Regions from separate parts of the Mus musculus genome. Here region 2 is linked to region 1. The links are chromatin contacts, called in public Micro-C maps. All regions are on one chromosome and are shown on one strand. Each heading gives the region's core, a stretch centred on a gene start, on an enhancer-like site or on the middle of the called end of the contact. The rest is flanking DNA. Distances are from core to core; before and after follow the strand shown.

Evidence for each region. A called contact is a pair of places that touch in the nucleus more often than the background predicts.
Region 2: a contact with region 1 is called in a Micro-C map of granulosa cells, with 2.1 times the contacts expected there. The contact joins the enhancer-like site here to the promoter of AU015836 in region 1. A contact is called at or near these places in 21 of 39 promoter capture datasets (the 3T3-L1 cell line, 3T3-L1-derived adipocytes, the C10 cell line and 13 more), 4 of 15 datasets of contacts at CTCF or cohesin (the G1E-ER4 cell line, the NIH/3T3 cell line, pro-B cells and 1 more), 136 of 484 Hi-C or Micro-C datasets (the 3T3-L1 cell line, 3T3-L1-derived adipocytes, 8-cell embryo and 65 more), 13 of 115 datasets of contacts at active chromatin or transcription factors (astrocytes, bone marrow-derived dendritic cells, embryonic fibroblasts and 3 more) and 4 of 9 other capture datasets (adipose tissue, embryonic stem cells, liver and 1 more).

Annotation. Positions count from the first base shown.
Region 1 is chrX:93,965,814-93,971,472 of GRCm38.p6, forward strand. It overlaps AU015836 (expressed sequence AU015836), which reads left to right and starts at 2,843. Exons shown (of 3, transcript NR_028320.1): 1 at 2,843-4,117.
Region 2 is chrX:94,018,154-94,024,049 of GRCm38.p6, forward strand. It overlaps the pseudogene Gm6987. Among named protein-coding and RNA genes, the nearest start is that of AU015836, 52 kb to the left of the region's middle. Within about 2 kb of position 2,383, at least 4 of the 459 cell types and tissues checked have an H3K27ac peak or open chromatin away from gene starts, as enhancers often do. A contact at or near this core is called in the G1E-ER4 cell line, extraembryonic ectoderm, granulosa cells and 1 more, where this site is marked.

The sequences.
Region 1 (5,659 bases), core at 1,593-4,092:
CAGCACTCAGGAGGCAGAAGCGGACTGATCCCTGTAAGTTGAGGGCAGTCTGATCTACAGCGCTGGCTCCAGGCCAGTCAGGGCAATAAATGTATGTATGAAAATCCCACTGTGAAACTCATTGCTTTTTATGCTATCTCAAAAATAATACTTTAAGAAGACATTATCTGTAATTTTTCTAAAAGGAAAGGAAGAAAGAAAGAAAGAAAGAAAGAAGGAAAGAAAGAAAGAAAGAAAGAAAGAAAGAAAGAAAGAAAGAAAGAAAGAAAGGAAGGAAGGAAGGAAGGAAGGAAGGAAGGAAGGAAGGAAGGAAGAAAAGGAAAGAAAAAACCCCACTAAAGCTGGGCTGGGTGGATGGCTCAGTGGGCAGTACACAAGGCTAAGGAGAGTTCAGATCATAAGCATCCACACAAGACATCAGGTGCGACCATGTGCACCTGGAACCCTAGGTGGATGCTAAAGGGTGGGAGTAAGACAGAAGGCTTTCTGGAGTTTGCAGGCCACCAGCTTAGCCAAAGAACCATGAGCTCCGGGTTTAGCAAAAGACCCTGTTTTAAAAGAATAAGACAGAGCACAACAGAGGAGGGCACAGATAGCCGGTTTTTGCAACAAGGGTTGTTACCCACTGAGCCATCTCACTAGCCTATTTGATATTGCTGTTTTAATACATGGTCTCACATACCCTAGGATACTCTTGAACTTTTGAGCTTGCTACATAACCAAGGCTGTCCTTGAACTCCTAACCCTAGTTCCTAAATTTTTATATTACAGGCATCTGCCTGGCCAAAAACAAAAGTTGTCTCTTCAGTCCTGGACACATCTGTCAAATGACTGGCTGCTTTAGTTTTGTTTATTGCACAGATACTAAATAATAGTGATCCTCTGTGTTTCTAACCTGGTGAGTTGCCTGGGTACTTCCAATTTCACTACTGTGGAAGAAAACCCAAGTTTTATGGCACAAAAGACTCCTAACTCCACCACAGCCACCCTGCTGTTTCAAGATGGAACACCTTTAGTGACCACCCACCCCTTTGGCTGTCAACCAACTCAAGATCCTACCTTGATAATTGTTCTTAAAGGGTAGGGAACACCCTCCGTAGCTAGGTAAGGTGAATTCCATCATCCCCCCCTCCGTGCAGCTGTGGAGGTGAGTCACAAGGACTTTAGCACAGCTGAATAGCAAGCAGATCTTAGGCCCGAGGGATTCCTTCCAAAGCTTTTTCAAGCCCACCTCTGAGCTGCCTTGGAGAGGAGCTTTTAAAAGCATGGCCCTGTGAGTCATGGGCTCAATCCGGGGGTTTGAGATAAGCGATTGTTTGAGCTGCGCTTCACCTGGGTCATCTGAGCATTCAGTGATTCCCCACCCCACCCCACCCCCCACTGGAAACTACCAGCCACTAAACAACAGAATGACCGAATGACTGAACATCATTGTGATGGGTGCCGGCAGTGGCCAACTCATTTTCTATTCTGGAAGCTATAACTGAATTCAACTTGCAAAATTAACAAATAAAAAGGTGTGTCCCTGACCAGGGAGCATTAAGGACCACCTGTTTAATTTTAAAACAATAACCAAACAAAATAAGAAATGCAGGGTTATAATTCAGGCCTGTTACCCAAGGAGCTGATAGGGTTAGCAGCCCCATAGAAGGAACAACAATATGAACTAACCAATAACCCCCAGAGCTCCCAGGGAATAAACCACCAACCAAAGAAAACACATGGTGGGACTCGTGGCTCTATCTGCATATGTAGCAGAGGATGGCCTAGTCTGTCATCAGTGGGAGGAGAGGCCCTTGGTCCTGTGAAGGGCTCTATGCCCCAATATAAGGGAATGCCAGGACCAGGAAGCAGAAGTGGGTGGATTGTTGAGCAGGGGGAGAGCAGAAGGGATAGGGGATTTTCGGAGGGGAAACCAGGAAAGGGGATAACATTTGAAATGTAAATAAATAAAGAAAATGTCTAATAAAAAGTAAATAAATAAATAAAAATAATTCAGGCCTGTGTTTTGATAAAGCAGGGTTGCCATCTTTTATTGTTGTCTGTCCCTCAGGAGAAAAATCATTAAAAGGAAATATTAATTTTCCTTTGTACTGACATTAAATAATTCATATTTCCCTTAATTTACAACATACCAACAATCACCTTATTTCAGAGTTAGAAAATTGTTCAGATTATATTTATGGAAGAGAATCTTAAAAATCACAGAGTCTAAGAACCTACGCCAGCCTACTCAATAATAATAATGTTCAGGTGAGAACTTGGGAATGTTAACTTTAGCAAGCCATCAGATGATCCCTATGTTCAGCCAAGTTTGCAATTAGCTGATGCAGAGGTAAGGAAGGAAAAGTGGGTGAGACTTTTCCTCAAAAAAGTGGAGCTTTGTAACCAAATGCCTGATCCAGGGTACTTAGGAAGTAAAGAGAGCTTTGTTTTGGCTCATGGTTCTGGAGATTCAAGTCTACGAATAGAAGGCAGTATCAGACACATTATCATCCAGGATGCAAAGGGCCTGAGAGATTTTAGACTCTTTATTCCCCTCACAGGTATACCCTCAATTACCTAAGGATGTCCACTAATTTCTACAAGGGATGCTTAAAGCCCCACAGGGACTGCCCAGCAAGTAGCACCACCCTGGGGACCTAGCTTTTCCATGTAGACCTTTGAGGGGTACTCATCCAAAGAACAGGAGGTTAGGTTTTCCTTTGAAAAATACTGAAGGCCAGCAGCAAGCAGGCCTGAAGGGGCGGATCTGTGCCGGCCTTAGAACCGCCCCTCCAGGCCTGAGGAGGGGCGAGGGAGGTCACAGCCTGAAGGTGTATCAGCTACCGCCACGCCTTCCAGCATTTCGAGCTCAGAGCTGCAAGCTGTTAGTTGGGAGCACCAGCACTGCGAAGCAGTACCCGGAGCTACCATGGCCTACAGCCCGCAGGAAGAGAAAGATAAAGTTGTATTCGTGACCAAAGAAGACCACGAAAGTCCCAGCAATGCCGAGCTGGTGGTTGACGAGCCCAATGATCCCCATGCAGAGTATGGACTGATACTGCCAAGTGGCAGCATTAACTGGAATTGCCCGTGCCTTGGAGGAATGGCCAGCGGCCCCTGTGGAGAACACTTCAAGTCTGCCTTTTCCTGCTTCCACCACAGCACCGAAGAAGTCAAGGGGTCCGATTGTGCAAGTGAGTACCAGGCCTTGAAGGAGTGCATGCAGAAATACCCAGACATCTATCCTCAAGAAGAGAATGAGAGCGAGAGCGAGGACGACAACTCGGACATCTACCAGGAGGCCCTGCAGGATGAGGAGGAGGAGGAGGAGGAAGAGGACGATGATGTCGATGACTACTACTACGAGGGGCTTGAGAATGCCGAGGTAGAGGAGGAGGAGGAGGAGGAGGAAGATGAAGATGACTATTACTACGAAGTAGAGGAGTATGAGGAGGAGGAGGAGGAGGAGGAGGAGGATTACTATCACGAGAACAACTATTACAACAATAACGACTACTATGACGATGAAGACTACTACCAGTACGAAGACAACTATTATAAGGACGAAGATGATGAAATCTACTACGAGGCTGACTACCAGGAGGAGGGAGAGGATGAAGAGGACGAAGAGGATGAGGATGCTTTCTATGAGGCTAACTATTTCGGTGAGGAGGATGAAGAGGAGCCAGCGGAGCCAGCTGAGCCAGCGGAGCCAGCCAAACCCAAGGAGGAAGCAGACGCCGCTGAGGCCTCCTCTGGAGGCAAATTGCAGTACTTCAGCGCCTGAAGGCCACAAGCCCCAGCTGCTGCCCATTTACTTAGCCACAGAACTTTCTGCACTATGAACGCCTGCCTTTCGATCGCTTGCTCTCTCTCTCAATGAAAGTATCCTTTCCTCTCTTGTTTTATGCACTGTAATATAGAAAATAACTTACTTTGATGATCGAGGTCTTGGCGGCTTGCCTGACCCTGAAGAAAAGAGGGGTGTGTGTGTGCACCTACATTATACAGAAACTTACCCTCAACACTAGGCCACTGCTGAACTGTCCTCTCTGAGTGCCCTGGATTCTGCCACTTTGAAATTATGTGAAGTTTCTCAACAGTCAAGAGCCGTTACTCAGAAAAGTCTCTCGTAAGTAAGCCGATTTATGCTGACCCATTGTATCCCTTTTAGTAGGTTTTATGTCTCTTTGGGAAATTAAGTAGAGGCCAAAACGTCTTCCTTAAGATTGCTAGAGTGAGGCCGTTCCTACTGGAAGAGGCCAGAGATCAGATAGTGGCACTGGAATATATGGGTGGGGGCTGCTGTGCTGTGTTTTGTTTGCGTGTTTGCAGTGCATCCACGCTCTTGGGTGTCTGCAGTTGGAAGGTAGAATTCCGATCATTTGACTACCAGTCCCTTCCTAAGGGAAAGGAGAGGCTGGACTTTGGTTTGTTGATTTACTGTTTCAAAAGGCCTGGTTTGGGGGCTCTGGTTCACTCAGTACAGTCAGTTGTAGCATTCCGGAGAAATGGGAACCAAACTGTTGTCAGAGGAAGCAGCCAAAAGAGGCTGTGATCTGAATGAAGTACGCAGTTAAAAAGAAATGATTTATTAAAAAAAAAAAAGTAAAAGAATGAGCACTAAGATTGTGTATGTAAAAGAATGTATGAATGAGTGAATGGATGAATGGATGAATGAATGAATATGTAGGCTTATGCATACCACAGCATTCATGTCGAAGTCAGAGAACAGCCTTGAGCATCGGTGTCTGCTTTCCTCCTTGCTTGAGACAGGATGTCGTTGGGTTTCTGTTGGCTAAGCCAGGCTAGCTGGCGCTCGAGCTTCTGGCGAGTCTTTCTCTAAGGAGCACGTGGGTTACAGGTGTTCCTCTTACCATGATTGGCTTTCGGATGGATTCTGGGGATTCAAACTCAGGCCCTCATGCATGCCTGCAAGCACTTTTACCCACTTTGCTGCCTCCCAGCCATTAGGTTTTCTCTTTTTTGTAATGAGGTCTGGCTGCGTGTTCCAGGATAGCCTTGAACCCCAGTCTTCCCTCCCAAGTGCTCTGATTATGAGTTTTGCTGCCACACCCTGCCATTGGATCTAGTTTGGGCACATAGGAAAATCATTTAGACCGGTGCAATATCTCAGCAGGTAAAAGGCACTTGCCATGGGACAATCTGAGTTCGATCCTGGGACCCACATACTGGAAGGAAATGACCTTTGACCTCTACACGGTGGCACACACACAGACGGGGGGGGGGGGCGAGGAGAGGAGAGAGAGAGAGAAAATTGTTTTCATCTATAATATAGAGAAACTGAGCTACCTCCCATCCAAGTACTAAAGCAGGACTAACCTTGCTTAGCTTCCAAGGTCAGGGTGGCAAGGTTGATACCTAAGGCTGATTCTCAATTGTATTAGCATATTAGATAGAATCCCCTGGGAAGATTGTGAAAGTGACCATTATCCAGACACCAGCACAGGCTTATGAAGCAGAATTTCTGGAGAACTCATGCTGTCGTTCTTTCAAATCTCCCCAGGTGGCTTCCATGAATAAGCTCTGCTTCAAAGGATGACACCAAGCATCACCAAGCAAAATACCTTTGATTAGTCTTCTCTATGCCCTAGGAGGCTGGCCCTGTCTTCTGTGACATATAGCTTCTATTCATGGAGGATCTACTAGTATG
Region 2 (5,896 bases), core at 1,133-3,632, 52 kb after region 1:
CGGGGGGGGGGGGGGGTGTATCCCTGGTAAGCTAAGACTCAATCTTATAGCCCCACATCACATAATAGAAGAAGAGGTCTGACTCCTCCAAGTTGTACTTGGACCTTCACACATGGACTGTGGCACCTGCATCCATATGTACATATGAATAAATAAGTATAACTTTTTATTTTGGCTAATTTCATTGTTTTATTCTTTTTCTATTTTTTTTATTTAATCTTTTATTACACTCCAGATTTTATCCCCCTCCCAGTCCACATCCCACACCTCCTCCCCACCTCACCCAGTCTCCACATGGATGTCCCCACCCCCCACCCCACCTGACCTCTAACCTCCCTGGGGCCTCTAGTCTCTTGAGGGTTAGGTGCATCATCTCTGAATGACCACAGACCTGGAAGTCCTCTACTGTATATGTGTTAGGGGCCTCATATCAGCTAGTGTGTGCTGTCTGTTTGGTGGTCCAGTATCTGAGAGATCTTGGGGGCCCAGACTAATTAAGACTGCTGGTCCTCATGCAGGGTTGCCCTTTTCCTCAGCTTCTTCCAGCCTTCCCTAATTCAACAACAGGGGTCAGCTGCTTCTGTCCATTGGTTGGGTGGAAATTGTTGTAGTTCGTCACAAGGACCACAGAGACCGCCACCATTGCTGCAAAATGCATGAGGATTTTATTTGATCCAACATGTTGGGGACTCCCCTCTCAGCACGCAGGCCAGAGGAGAGACCCAGAACAAAGAAAGAACACACTTTTTATACCTTTGTAAGGGGCAGATTTGAGCAACAGGGTTCTCATTGGTGTAGCAAGTAACCCTTTCAGGCATTGGTTGGTTTGTATAGTGACTAAGTAAACCTTTGGCCTAGTGACTCACTTTGCTTGACCCCATGGTGGGTTATTATGATTTGGTCAGCAAAGTAATAGTACATTAATGTCACAGCTATTAACGCCAGGGGAATTCTCACAAGGTCAGGGTGGTTTGTGGTCTTTGTCAGAATTCAGTGTGTGGGGGGGGAGGAGAATTGCTAATCTTGTTATGGTTATTTCTCTGAGAACAGCTAATATTGTTTTGGTAGTTTCAGGCTTAATCATTTTGACCGCTAAAACTATGTTTTTACATTTGTTTAGTCAGGCAGCTTCCTTATCTGGCTCTGCACTTGGCCTGCTAGTACAGTTTGGAAAGTCCTTTTCGAAGGGGGAAGGTACTGGGTGGTCTTGAGTTCATTTTGGATATTACACAAATATCTGCATCTGACTCTTTCAGCGGCTTGTTGGGTCTTTTGGAGGGCAGTCATGATAGTTTCTTTATGTGAGAGCTCCATAGCCTGAGTAATAGTGTCAGGCCTTGGTACATGGGAGCTCATGAAACTGGAAAGCTTCTGTAAGGCAAAGGACATAGTCAATAAGACAAAACAACATCCTACAGATTGGGAAGTGTAACTTTTTAAAAAAGAAACGAGAGAGCTATCTTCCAGGGCTGATGGAATGGGCAGCTATTTAAAGTACAAAGTGACATTTTCACAAGATGAAGTGTCCAGGAGATGGGTGGTGGTAATGGTACACAGCAATGTGGATGTATTTAAAGACGCTGAACATGTAAATGACTAAGCAATAAATTTAACCACAATTTTTTTTAAATGGAAAAACAATTACTTGGATTTAGAACACTCCCAAACAGAAACCATCTGTCTGGCTTTTTTGTTCATTCATTTTGTGTTGTGCTGTGATGCTCTGTGTTGCATTTCATTGTGTTGTGTTGTGTTATGTTGTGTTGAGACTATCTCACTGTTTAGCACAGAGTGGCTGCAAGCTAAGCATCCTCCTGTCTTATCCTCCTTAGTGCTGGAATTATAGGCATACACCTTCACCCCAGCCTAAAGTTGGCTGTTTAAATATTCTAATACATAATAGTACTTTCTTTGATAAATTCAATAAATGTAATATATTTTGATTGACTCCATTAAGATTCTAAGCTTAACAAAAGAAAACAGGTTTAATGCCAAAACGTAAAAATGAAACTTTTACTAAATTATTTCCAAAGAAATTACTTTCAAAAAATTTCTCCAAACATGCATCTTGCCTTAAAACGTCAATTTTCACTTTACCAGCTTGCTGTTCAGTTTCCTCGTCCTTGGGAAAGGGAACTTTAGAATACATCTTAGTCATTAGAACACATTCTTGGTCAGCCAAGAAGCTCTGGGTTCCACAGTAGCATTGCTATATGTCAGGAAGTATAGAAGAGTCGTTTAGAAATGGCTCTTACTTAGCAAATCTTCAGAGGTGCAGCCCTCTGAACAAAACTACACTCTAAGTGTATAGTGGCATGGGACAAAGGGGGAGGGAGGAAGGGAGAAAAGAATGAGGAAGGGGCGAGGAGGAAGGAGAAAGGGGGAGGAGGAGGAAGGGAAGGAAAGGGAAGGAACAATCCTATAGCCTGGGGCTGGGAATGCAGTTCACTAGTAGAGTGCTTGTCTAACATGCAAAAGGTCCCCAGCACTGGAAAAAATGAAAAAGAGGAGAGGGGGCATACACGCACTCATGTGCTCACATGCACACACACACATACACACACACACACCACACCACACCACACCACACCACACCACACCACACCACAAAAAAGAGGCTGTGTACACACAGAAGCCACAGTTGGAGGGCTGCAGCCACAAGCTAAAGAGAGACGTGCTGATGGCAACCAGGAAGTTAAAGAAGGTCGAGCAAGGACTCTTCCAAAGTTTCCAGCCCTGAAACACCCCCCACACACACACAATCCAATGCAACAGAAGAGATTCCTGTCATTTGGAGCCAACTAACAAAAGCAAAGGCAGACGCTGTACTTGCTTGGTCCCTTGTACATACTTTTTCATATGTCCCGCTCCACACTTTTATTGATTTCTCCATTTTCCATGTTATTCATTGCAAAGAAAGTTTCTGTGGCCTCTCTTCTCCCCTCCACCTCTACATTTCAAGAGGCAATACTTCTTTTTGAGGTGACCCTTTCCTGACCCCCATCAGTCCCCAAATCAACAGGCCATTTTTTTTTCTGTTTCCACCTGCCCTCGGGTTAAATACAAATGCCTGTTATGTTAACAGAAAAGAAGAAAATGAGAATGGAACTGCAAGAAAGTTTGCCTAATTTGTAAAATGAAATGAGTTTCGATTCCAGCAGCTTATGTATTATTCTCGTGAGGACTGGGTTTACATCGATCATCTTTTTTTTTCTCCTGGCAGTCAAGTGTGGAATATGGCGGAGTGAGAAATGTAATTGTGTAGACATAAAAAATTGCATCTCGACACCCATCATCGGGACACTTTTCTCAAGATGCTATCTCGGTGTCCTTCAGAGCAATAACGATACCAATTGAGAGCGTACAGAAGCAACTTAAGTGTTATGCCTCGTTTACTTCTGGCCTAATGTGCTTGAGAGCAGGGCTATTGCTCATGACATAAAGTTCTGTCAGAAAGACTGGAAACACTTCAAGACCATTAAAATAAAATGCCCGCCATTCCTGCTGTTCAAATATTCCTCAACTTCTAATTTAAGGCACCAACGTCTAAGAATGTAATTGTGTTATTCTCTCTGATAGCTGGAATCTATCTAAGCCAAATGCCTAGGAATTATGGACTATTGGGGCTACAGGAGTCCAGAAGACAAATGAGGTGGGCAAAACGTGTTATTTTGTACTGGCTCGTTCAACATTTGGGCTCTGTTTCCATTTATGTGTTTAAATGCAAAGACTAAAGTGTCTGAAGTGACTTTCCTTGGCTCAGTTGAAGAAGAGGTTGGGGAAATGGACAAACCGCCTGAAGATCAAAACTTAGGGGAGAGAGGGAGAAGACAGACTCACACACCTCTGCTCAGAATTATTGTCTGCACTACGCTTTCTAATTGTCCTTTAAAAAAAAAACTGAGCGTTATCACCTTAGTAAAGCAGTCTGCCTTGCAACTGAAACTCCTCACCCTGATTAACCAGTAGGAGTGTGTGGGAGAGAGTGTGCTGGATCAGAAAAGGGCAACTCTAAAAGCAAATGCCTGGCCAAGGTGACGCCTGTCCCCTTCACATGGGGAAAACCATTTCTGTGTAATGCCTGCCTCAGGTACCCATAGGTACGTCAGGACTTTGACTGGGACATGATGCCAATTCAAAGTGTCACATAGTAGGAAGATGGGGAGAAATCTCAACTCGGTTTCTATTCTTTAATAGAAAGCAATACTGTAGTTTAAATTAGCAAGGCACTGCTGAACCCTTATTTAAAGTGTGTTTGCAATGACATCCTAAGAAAAGAATTTTTTTTCTTGTTTAATTGCACTGTCAGTGTAGAACGCTTTCACTTAAAACCACTCTGAGGTAGACCTTTTAATAGAAAGTGACAATTTAAATTGCCATGATAGCAGCAGAAATGGTGCTTAAAGTCATTACTAAACTGATGTCACAGTTGGCTCCAGACCAGTTTGTTAAAGCTGAAGAAAAGGTGTGGGGGGAAGGGAGGAAAGGAATGAACTGGTGAATCATTAATTCCTTTTGTATCCATTGTAATAACATCAGCTGTGATGAAGCCATCTGGCTCCCGGTGGATGGAATGTACATTTCTATTGAATTCCACATTATTCCACTCTAACGTTTACCCTGACTAATGCTGACTACTGGGGAACTGCTCCAGTCCCAAGCACTTTAGTTCTCTGCAGTGACTTTGTTTTCTTGTCTTCGCTCCCAGGGTCCAAAGAGAGGAGCTGTGGCTTCCATTTGCTGGCTGGACTTCCAGAGCGCCTTTCTTTGCCCTTCCTAGAATCAGTCAGACTCTCTTGGCACTCCCAACAGGTGACTCTCACTAGCTTTCCGGGAGTGCCATCTGCAGACTGAGTGAGTCCTGAAAGTCTAGGTGAAGGCCACCAAAGGGAGGCCACTGGTCAAACAGCATTGGGGGTGGGGTGGGGGCAGTGGATGGAATACTGTGAGTCAAGGTCGAATTTGAAACATTGGAGGTGCAGGGAGGATGGCACAGACATTTGGAATGATGGATGACAGACAGACAAGGCCAGAAGCTGGAGCCCATCTAGGCACCATCATAGTCTCTCACACATTTGTTTTGGAATTGTCTCTGAAACATACTCCCTTAAAAGGATATGAATCACTTGATTTTTCTAGAAATTACAGGTAAGTTAGCTTATAGGATTGCACTTTGAAAACTATACTGCAAGCTACTGAGAAAGGCAGGTCAGTCCATAGGTCCTCAGAACCCACATTTTAATTAATAAATAAATAAATAAATAAATAAATAAATAACAAGGGCAGGAGAAATGGCTCAGGAGTTAACAACACTGACTGCTCTTCCAGAGGTCCTGAGTTCAAATCCCCAGTAACCACATGGTGGCTCACAACCATCTGTAATGAGAGATCTGATGCTCTCTTCTAGAGTGTCTGAGGACAGCAGCAGTGTACTTATATACATAAAATAAATAAATAAAAGTTTCTAAAAACAACTCTGGGCATGCTATCACACTTATCATCCCTTACTGAAGAGGCAGAGACAGAACAATCCATGAGCCTCACTGGCCAGCCCAGCTAGCCTACCTGCTGAGCTCCACAGGCCAGTGAGGTATGTCTTCAAAAACGTATTGTTCCTCAAGGATGACACAGTCGAACACACAAGAATAAATTTTAAAAACTAGCTCTTCCACAGGAGGCCTACACGCAGCTGTCTGTGCCGCCGCCATGTCTCTAGTGATCCCTGGGAAGTTCCAGCACATTTTGCAAGTACTCAACACCGACATCGATGGGCGGTGGAAAATAGCCACTGCCATCATTAAGGGCGTGGGGCGGAGCTATGCTCATGTCGTGTTGAGGAAAACAGACATTGGAGAACTCACGGAGGATGGAGTGGAGCATTTGATCACCATTATGC